Linked DNA regions of Ostrinia nubilalis: region 1 is linked to region 2. The links are chromatin contacts, called in public Hi-C maps. All regions are on one chromosome and are shown on one strand. Each heading gives the region's core, a stretch centred on a gene start, on an enhancer-like site or on the middle of the called end of the contact. The rest is flanking DNA. Distances are from core to core; before and after follow the strand shown.

What was found. A called contact is a pair of places that touch in the nucleus more often than the background predicts.
Region 1: a contact with region 2 is called in a Hi-C map of whole body, with 4 times the contacts expected there. The contact joins the promoter of LOC135078965 here to the promoter of LOC135078511 in region 2. A contact is called at or near these places in 2 of 5 Hi-C or Micro-C datasets (both in whole body).

The regions. Positions count from the first base shown.
Region 1 is chr15:12,120,518-12,125,695 of ilOstNubi1.1, reverse strand. LOC135078965 (neuropeptide receptor 22) reads right to left here and starts at 2,359. Exons shown (of 8, transcript XM_063973564.1): 1 at 2,288-2,359; 2 at 1,610-1,758; 3 at 1,172-1,326. The coding sequence starts at 2,350.
Region 2 is chr15:11,150,352-11,156,134 of ilOstNubi1.1, reverse strand. LOC135078511 reads right to left here and starts at 3,537. Exons shown (of 9, transcript XM_063973052.1): 1 at 3,350-3,537; 2 at 2,777-3,036; 3 at 1,866-2,070; 4 at 1,544-1,756; 5 at 1,162-1,228; 6 at 700-810; 7 at 121-332. The coding sequence starts at 3,406.

The sequences.
Region 1 (5,178 bases), core at 1,110-3,609, 970 kb before region 2:
ACATTATAATAAAACGAAAAAAATAATTGTATGCAAGGTTCAAATAATTTCGAAAGCTTGTATCGCGCATGGAATTTATTCCTCTTTTTAGCCAGACAGTTTTGACAGTTCCAACTCCTTGCCAGACAGTTTTTTTAGGATAGCTGCCAAACCCACGATGACCCAAACTTCAGAATCCACCAACATTCTAATTTATATTGGGAGCATACGCTGACAAACTTTCAGCTTTTATAAAATGACGTTGGTCTGGCGTTCACCAGCTCTTAGTCTATAGTATCTCAATCTCAGAGCCTTGGTTCAATTACAATACAATTTAGCACCAATGTGCTCGAAAAGACAAATCCAACAAACCCAAACTCGATAAGTTTCCACCGTTTCATTTAGGAATTCCTATGGCCACCTCCTGACTCCATCATCAGGACCCTGGACATCATCTAGTACTAAAGTGCTCGAAAAGACAAATCCAACGAACCCAAATTCGATGCGATTCCGCCGTTTCATTTAGGATTTCCTATGGCCGCCTCCTGACTACATCATCAGACCAGCTCAATGGTACCACAACACAACATTGCATTTTCATCGTACTTACATAAGTATACCAAATTGCAGCTCAATCGGTTGAAATTCAGTTGCAAGATTTGTCCCACACATACTAACAAGTGAAGTCAATTATAAGCTTGTAAATTTATATAAAAAAAATGCATTTTTTATATCGTTCCTTTCTGGTTACAAAAACTGTTGTTTTGGGTTCTGGAAGTTCTGGAATCCCGAACGTACTTGTCAGAACGCGTTTTTCTAGTGTTTTTTTTAAATAAATAAATAAATAAATAAATAAATAAATAAATAAATAAATAAATAAATAAATAAATAAATAAATAAATAAATCTTTTTGGTAAATAATAGGTACTGGATTAACAATTAACGGACTTAGGATAATTTAACGGAAGTTAACGAGTCCGTTAACATTTTTTAAAGTTAACTTAAAAGTTAATCCGTTAATAGAAATGTTAACTTCGTTAATTAACGAGTTTATGCCCAGCTATGAATGTATCTTACAACAATGTAATCTAAAAGCTGGAGAGAGTCTTAAATCAGTAGTGGCCGTCCTGTGACTGAAACGATGATAAAGAATATGAATCTGAAATGTTCATCAACCTTTTTTGATACACACCTTGCATAAAGCCCTCAAACTGGCAGCCGAAAGTCTTCAACACGTAGTTCTGGTAGAAGTCCCTGACCAGCATGAACCACGGGCAGAAGAGCAGAGTCACCAGGTCCACCAGCGCCAGGTTGCCGATGAGCATGTTGCTGGCACACCAGAGCCATCTATGGGTTATGTTTTAGTTTATGATAACCAAAATAACTTTTACGAACTCAAAATCACTGCTTATTTTCAAAAATCCATCAGTGTATTTTGCATCCAATATTTTATATAAGTAGGTAGGTACAGGTTATTGACATTAGTCTAGTAAAGATAATAATGAAAAATCCAAAAATAAGTTAAGGCAGAATGGTTAAATTATCAAATATTTTTTGGCCATTGTACGTTGTGTAATGATAGGTCTGTTTCAATAAATAAAATCACTGCCTCCTGATAAAAAAAACTAACTTGTTACGAATAAGAATAATAAGGATGATGGAGTTGAAAAATATCCCAGAGATTCCGATGACCAGCATGGCGATGGTCTTGACGGCGATCTCTTGGGGGGGCTTGATGATCCACAGCACGTTGGGGAAGTCATGCTGCGTTGTGTCCCACTGAAAAGAAAATTGGCGGCCTTTTTGTTAATTTGAAAAAAAAAAAAACTTTCTAAACTTTCGCCTCTCCTTCCTAAAAAAAGTGGATGGATGCTGAGTAAAACATAATATACCTTTTGTGTACAGCTTATCAGACTATGGTTATACTTTTTGAATTCAAGCGTAGATAGAAATAACGACTAAGTTTGTATACGTACAGAAGTTAGGTACATCCACCCTACTCGAATGTTGTTTCATTACATTCATGTCAATAATAAGTTTTAAGAGTACCTTAATCTTGTGTTAACTTTGGCTTAAGCTTAAACTTAACTTTAAATCGTAATTTTAAAGATAGAGCTTTTTCGAGTTATTTTAATCATCAGACAATGATAAAAATTATCAGTAAGTAAAGTACCTACCTACCTACTTAACGTTAACGTTGGTTTATTATTACCAAAAAATAACTCGGTACTTTACAAACTTCACCAGTTAGGTACTTATATTTCTTTAAAGAAATGGCATTCACGTAGTAAAATAAATCAGAACTTACGTTGAGCAAGTCGTCTTCATCCAAATCCATGGTCCAATGCTCCCAAAAAGACGGACGCCACATTCAAAAACCATGACGGAATGGCAAGTGCTATCTGCCACTCGAGATAATATGCAGTAGTCCATTACCATGAAAGCTTTTTTATCTTTATGATTGATTGTGTCAAAATATTCGACCGATTCGCTTTGGGAAGGTCGAAGCTTTAGCGTAGTAATAATACTCGTATAGCTGGAAAAACCTAACAATTCGTTTGAAAGTAACTGTTTACTTAATCTTTTACAGTAAAAGTTCACAATAAAAATTGTTTACTTACTTACATTGTATTTCCAATTAAGAATACATTTTTCTGCAGTCGGATAAGAGAGGTAGTACTTTTTTTGCCAAATAGTGACATCTAGTAGTTGTATACGAAACTTTTTCACTAGCTTTTATTTAAGTTTTGATGCTAGGAATCTTGTTCACTGTGAAGTTGGTTCAGCTATTCGACACTAGATGGCAATGTTAGCTATCCTAGTGCAGTACCTTACCGCTAGATGACGCTGTCAAGGGATGCTGTTATTATTACTGCGTAGTGTCTTTACTAAGCGATAGATGGCGTGAATAAATATTTTGATTTAATTCATAATTTTTTCTCAGTGAAAAAAAGAATTTCTCAATCTTTGCGAATACCTACCAGTATTTTTAAAATCTTGTTAAAATCCTAGGAAATATTTTTTTTCCCAGACTAGAACAAAATAATTATTTTTGTATTGAAAACATTTTTTTATGGAGAATGGACAAACAATTAATGTTGAAAGATGATAAAAATACTGTGGATTATCATCATCACTATATCTGCCTAACCTACATCTTTAGTGATGTGATGTGAGTAAAAATAATAGAGGGGTCAAAGAAATCGCAGGTTTACCTATTTTTCTAACATGTTCAAGCGCCGATTCTACACAAATGACCATAATTTACTACAATTTGACATTGAGCTTATCCAGTAATCTTAATGCCACACATCTAAACGACATTTTTATGAGTGTCATGTGAAAACCAAGACAATAAAATAAACTTCATTATAATGCAGTTAACTTGAATGTTTGGGAGTCACTTATGTGTAGATAAGACGCTTGAATGTATTTATAAACTGTGCTCATGTTTGCATACACAATCAAATATAATGGCTGGCGATCATGAACTTTAAGAAAGCTACCTGACGACCTGTTTTCATCAAACTTACCTTTTTCAGTTTTATTTTTTAATAATTATCTGTGTTGCACAAATTACTAATGGCCACGTTAACCTCTCGTAAGTAAAATAGAAATATTGCCTATTACCAATAGGTTTACCACAAATAGTCAAGCGGCGACGGGGTTCGAACCTGTGTTTCGTAGGAACGCGAGTCGGTCAGTCAGACACCTTTACCGTTCGGCTACATAAAAGTACCAGATAACACTCACTGAAAGCCATCGTAAGCAGGTACCTATAGATTTAATTAGCTAAATGGCTCCTAATAACAGTAAACAAAAACCAGTTAAAAGATATCTGGAAGTACATAATTAGTCTAACTTATTCGACTCCATTAAAACAATGAGAAACACCCACAGTCTTCCATTTTTCATACTCTTACTCCATGCATTTCATACAGATTCGCCGCAACTTTTTCCACGACACTCGCAAGCCACTGTCGGCTTTAATTTCTTCGAATTAGGTTACTTACACATCTCAAATCCCTTGCAGTCAAATGTGCCATTATGGTCTAACCCCATAATAAAACTCGGCATAATTGCGAAGTTAAATTTGCTAGTGTGTAATAGAAAACGTGACATGTAGCAGTCTGTAAAACAGGGACGGACTTGGGGCAACTTTCGAAATAAAAACAAAAATAACTTTAAATTAAATTGGAACTCTGTCTGGGCTAATTAAATTGGAACTTTCATCGTCAATTTTATTGTTCTTAAAGAGCCTATAGGTCTATCGATTTCAAAGGAAAATCAAACAATAATTCACTTTTTTTTTTAAGAAAACTGGTTTGCATACATCATTAAGGCCCAGTTTTTTTTATTCGTAGTTAAAATAACCAATAGTCAAATTTAACAGATGTCAAATGACGAGTGGTTAAATATCAGAAAATATTTTTTTCGAACAATGGTTAGCTTGACTTTTAGTACATTTTTTAACTATTAGTTTCCATTTTGTTAATATTTAACCATTAGTAGCAAAATTTAACAATTGGTTATAACTATGAATCAAAAAACTTCGCCTTAGACCATGTGAATCAAATCAAGACGACGTCCGATACCGTGTTATGGTGGCGGCGCCGTGCCGTGTTGATGGATCGATGATTGAGGCCCTAAATCGGTAACTAGAGCCATGAAGTATGAGTCCAGATAATCGGATATCTGGATAATCGAGATTCTACTGTACTGTATATTTAGTTCGTGATGAACTAAAAATACACATAGCTCGTAGAGTTGATGGCTGCTGGGGCAGAAAAGTTATCGAGTGGCGACCACGAGCCGGAAGACGTAGTGTGGGCAGGCCTCCCACTAGTTGGACCGACAGGTGAAGGTCGCGGGAGGTGCCTGGATGCGGGCGGCGCAAGACCAGTCTTTGTGGAAAACCTTGGGGGAGGCCTTTGTCCAGCAGTGGACGTCTTTCGGCTGAAACGAACGAACGAACTAAAAACAAAGTATGCCCTGACTCCGTCCCTGATTTTGATTCTTTGCGACACGTCTGATTGTTCTGCGTTGCGGCGAGCAATTACCCTAAGTACTGTCTTTGCCGTCCTCGCCTCGTTTTGCGAAAGATAAAGCGAAATAACGTCACTCCATGTTCTTATTAAGTCTGCAATTTGCAGATAATGCAGGTGCAGGTTTGTTTTGAGGCTTTGTTATTAAAAAGGA
Region 2 (5,783 bases), core at 2,288-4,787:
AGGCGTGAGGAAGCGCTAGTTTTTATACACTTTTTAGAAGGGCAATACACGTCGCATTTGTCACGGTTAGTGGCTCTAGAAAAGTTAATACCAAGTTTAGTATTAATTGGTTGTACTCACCGCAATTCTTTTATCTAACGCAATCGAGAACCCTTCTGGCATAGGTAATTTTGCTTTGGGCCGGTTTACTATGTTGAGTAGTATAGCAATAATTTCCGACTGAGTGAGCAGTGGCGGCGTGGCGGATATTTTTGCAAATTCTTCAGCAGGTATCGTTAAAAAACGAATGGTTTTTAGAATTTCGCGAATGATTACCCGCGCCGATTTGAATTCTGGTGAAAAAAATAGCAAACAATGACATTAAAACTTTTTTTATATTAGTAAAAACCATAAACTCTAGGTATGGAAGGTATTTGATGGTTCGAAAAAAATAGACCAAGTTCTTTATTTATCTCATACCTAACCTAAATTAATAAAGCCTAGAATAAGCGCATGAATATTGAGGCACTCAAAATGGCTAAGTTCCTTGTAGGTACATTCTGATAGTTGATAAAGACAAACACTAGTGAAAACGTATATAAGATGACATTGGATTACATTATTAGGATTTTTTTCTCACGTATGCGCACGCGCACGAATCGCTTGTATGAAGACTACACACTACCCCTGCCCTCTAGGTGCTATTAATCTAAGCATTACCTGAAACGACTTTTTCTATTTTGCCATCCTTTTCTATTGTAGACTTATCTTTTAGATTTTCCATTTTTGGTGGATTACTTTTTTCTGATGTTGATTTAATATCAACACAATCTGTAAATAAAAATGATATTATTTAGTTAGATTTAAAACGAAGTATTAGCACAGGTATTAGTAACTTATTCGGTTTTAAGGCTTACCTACCTACATCATGAAAAAGGCATTAATAAACTCGACTCTAATCTGTGAATGGCTAGATTTTAATAATTTTTGGAATATCTATCACAGTCATAGATAATGTTAATAGTAAAAGTTGATTCCAACCAATTTGCTGTTTATTATTGTTTAAATAACCTCAGTTACCTGAGGAATAGATATTATTCAATCCACTCCGATGTAAAACTTTCTATATTCATGCTATTCTTCAATAATCTCACTATTTATGTACAAGTTATGCTTACTAACCTTGAAATGCATCCGCGTCATTTATATTTTCTTTTGTTTCTTGCTTAATTTCTTCAACTTGATTATCCTGTATTGAATAAAAATATTTATGAGTTACCAATTAGGATGTCAATTTATAAGAAATTAAAAGACAAACAAAAAGTCGAGCAATAAATTTATTTCGTCAAGTTAACCAATAGATCTCACTAAGCGAGTGTTTTATAGAGAAACTATCTACATAATTTCTCAGATAGAATATTTATTGGAAGAATTAGACATGATGTGATTACTTAAAACTTGACACTAAGTAATGGTGGTTACTTAAACTCAATTGCAGAATGAGGTTCTCTCGTTGCAGTAATGAATATTTATTTTTACACCCGTTCAATGCATTTATACTCACTTTCTGAGTTGTTTCGCTAATCTGTTTGTTTTCACCACTTGGCTCTGAGTCGTAATAACCGATGGTCACGGCAAATTTCTGAAGAGCTACATATAATTCCAATTCGCTTTTAATAGCAAAGGTATCCAAAGAATAAATATACTGGACAGTGCTTAGCGATGCACCTAGAAAGTCAATGCTCTTTAACACTTCCGTAGTTCTAGTCTTTATAAACTACAAAAGAAAAAGCAAAGATTAAGAATAAGAATAAATTTATTACAAAACTTAGATAGATTAGGGTTTAACACTTCCAACTATCAAATCAAATAAATAAGTTACTCACATTTTCGGTCGCTTTCAACAATTCTTTTTCATCATACTTCACAGCAAATTCATATGCAGAACAACAATCTTCTGGATTTAATTCACGCAAAATATATTGTATGCACAGTTTTTGTAGTTGTACCAACTTATATTTTTTAGCCGCGTCATATAGATCACTGGCATCGCAAAATGACTTCGGGTCTATAGTGTCAGTGTATATGTACCTGAAATAATTTTACAAATTGTTGGATCATTTTAATAAAAAAAAAAAATCTGAAACATTACGACCAGCAGAACAGAGTAAAATGAAAAAAAGTGTTTATAATAGCACAATAAATTATAATCAAAATGATGTTATGCAAAAACCTATTAAATTAGCGTTTTTTTCTCTAACATAGGTACACTTAGCTATATTCATCATAATTTTTTATTTGAAATTTCATTTTTAAGGTTAGCTTACTTTTACTATTAATTAGATTAGAATTTAATCTTCAAAGACAGCTCGTCCTATGTGGCGTCCGTTTTCGTTATAAAAATATTTTTTTACAGATACCAATTTAAAAAAAAAATCTTAGCCTTTTCTATTACATTATTATAATAATAGCTAAATGTTGTTTTATTCTACCCTATAAAATTTGAATTTGTGGTTCTTTAAAAATTCGAAATATGTTAGTATGGTAAAATGAATTTTCGTAAAATCCTCTATACAAAACGCTTATTTCATAGGTGAAGACCTAATAATATTAGTACCTATACATAATAATTATAAGAAGAATAAAAGTTAGTTTAGCTAGATTAATCGCAATAGGGCCCGACATACCTATGTATTACATAATATATTTTGGTAATGGGTATTCTATATTTTATATAATTATTATATGGCGGACAAATTAATAAAGGTAAGTAAAACACTTACTGTTCAATACTTACTTTATCATTTCAAAAAAAGTATCACGCTGTACGTCAGTTATTTTCATAGGTTTAATAGTTTCTGGTCCGCTAAAGAACATGGCGGCAAACACCGGCGAGGCTACAGCGAGCACCAGTTTGTGAGCTACCACCGATCGCTCGCTATCATCAAATAAAAAAAGACAATCTCTCCAGGTATCAGCATAGTACAAATTCTTTATTCTTGTTTTAACGTCTTTGCTTTCCAGTTGCCAATCCCCCATCACTCTCAGCAACTTTGTCTAAAAAAAATATAGGAAAAAATGTTATTAAAACTTTTAAGAACATATTTAGGATGGGTAAGTTACCCACAGTGGAGAATAATAATGATTATAAGTAGAATTTTACTTTAAGAAATATTTAAGTAGGTACCTACATAATTATTAGGTATCAAAAATAAAATAGAACAAAATTCGTTCAGAATACGTTTTTTTCTGTAGGGTAGTTAGCTAATTACTCATAATCAAGACACAATCACGATAAGTAGTAATAGTTATGCTTGCATTACAAAAAACAAACGTTATTAAAGGATTTGAGTCTTAAATAAATACTTACTCCATAGTTTTTTGGATCACATTGGGTTACCGTAAACTTAACCGTAAAACCACTCATTTTTGTAGTACTCAGAATTTTATTGTTATTATTAATAATTCACTTGTTTTCGTTATCAACTGTTGCCTAAAACAAAATTCGTTGTAGTAATATTTTTTAAGATCACCAAATTACTTTTATGAAATACCAACTCGTAAGTAACAACCGCGTGGTGATTATGCAGATTTGAATTTAAAATGAAAAATCCCTCCTCCTCTTAAATTTTTCTAACCATAGACAAATCAAAGAGAAAGTGATACTCATTACCAAATTACCAATTAGCAATTTTAGGGTATCGATAAATATTCTTAAATGAGCTATTATTATATTTAAAAATAAAACAAAAATAACACTGGGCCTATAAAATTGGACACCCAATTTACCATTTTTTAATGCAAATATTTTTTTTTAAATTTCTATTTGTCTACTGTATTATCTGTGCTACTGTTGAATGTTACGTATTAAACGACATCTAGGGACAGTCCGTTTAAGCAACGATGGTAAACAAACATGGCTACTCACCGCAAGATGGCGGTACACTACACAAAGCAGCGAGAACTCGAATTCCTAGCTCGTAGTAATACCAAGTTTAAAAATTTCATTTTAATAGGTAAAAAAACGAATTTAAAAAAATTTCAAATGTAAAATGTGGCTAAGTTTTACCATTATTCTGTGGTTTTACTTCTTACTTTCTTTAAAAAAAGCGTTTTTTAACTTAGTAACCTACCAACCCCTCCCTCGTAGTATTTTTATCACCATTATCTAAAATTCGTTCATACTACCATATTGGTAGTGACAAATTGTTACCACTACCATCAAAGACAAATCATCACAGAAGGCTAAGTTTAAGAAATAGTACCTACAGATGCGGATGTCGGCACGCGTGGTCCGCGTGAGGGCTTACAATCTCACTCATATCATCCCTTTCTATGATCTGAGGCTTACATAGTGTGAGTTTACATTACATCAAACGTCCTCATTAGTGAGCGCGTTAAAAAAATATACGAAAATATTAGTTCTTCAAAGTTTCCGCTAGGGGCGCTGTAATCACAAACATTACTATGAGGTCTCACAGTGCGCGTGGACTTACAAGGTGACACACGAACCAATCACAAAGCTCTATTCAACACTGTGCGTTCGATTTGCTGCTTAAGCAAGACGTATCGTTTGTGAATACGGGCGTCAGTGTCTTTTTTTACGCGCTCACTAGTGACGACGTTTGATAATATAAACTCACACTAGGTACGCCCCCTGCTGGTTGCACGCAGGACAAAGATTTCGTACTGTGTACCCGCAGCCAATCCACGTTTAAAAAAAACATGTAAGTATGAAATAATTATAATTAAATGCATATTCAATCCCCACAAGTGCCGAAATCCGCATCACAGGAAAAAGGCACTCATGACACAAAAACAGTTGCATCATCAGTATTGAGGTTTAGAAAATTAAATATTAATATTATGTTAAAATATTTCTAATAATTAAGTAATTTAATTTATAAAATACATTTGCTCACAGTCAGAAATCCCCACATCAGTAGCGATTTGAGTCACGTACCTAATAAATAATGACACATTCAGGTCAGTGATAAATTATAAATATGGTAGACCACAGCAGTAACTTTTATACTTACATGGATGATTTTTCATAAAAATTTTCACCCATGGATTGGGAGAAAAACTACTTAAGCTGCAGTTTTTTCAGCAAACAAGCAGGAAAAAAGTAGGAAAGTATTATTTATTTGACTTTATATTTAACTCTTGCTGTTGTCAATATTGCCATTTCAACTGTGGTTATGACATTTTACCATTATTACTTTTAGCCACTCCCAACTTTCGTTCTTTTATTGATCGGAACAATTTCTCTTACAATGGAATATTTTTACTATTGTTCCTGCATTTGTGCCACGCCATTTGTTGCCCCACATCTTTGCAATACCTACATTTTAGCAGTTGTTTATTTTTTTCACTTAAGTTTTGATCTTCTCTCGTGAGGGTTGCAACAGCTATTTTTTATCAACTTCACCTCAGGGTCACAACCCTGATGTCAATGTCAATTTATGAGCCACAGGACATCGATAAGGTCAAAACGGTGCAACATACTTAAATGATCAAAAATAATACCTACTTGCAATTTTAATGTTGGATCCAAAACAAGCAACTCAAGTGACAATTTAAAATTTTAACATGTTAATATGTAAAAAAATCCTACTATTTACTTGGACAACAAGTTCATTTTTAATATCTCTTAAAGGCGAACGACGACTAACTAACTAACGGCTTTTGACTACAACAGCTCAGTACCTCTAGTAGGAAAAACTTTCGAGTTCGTTTCGTTGCGTATTCAAAGTGTCATCGAAAAATTTTGTATGAAAAATTAAACAGCGCCCCCTATATTA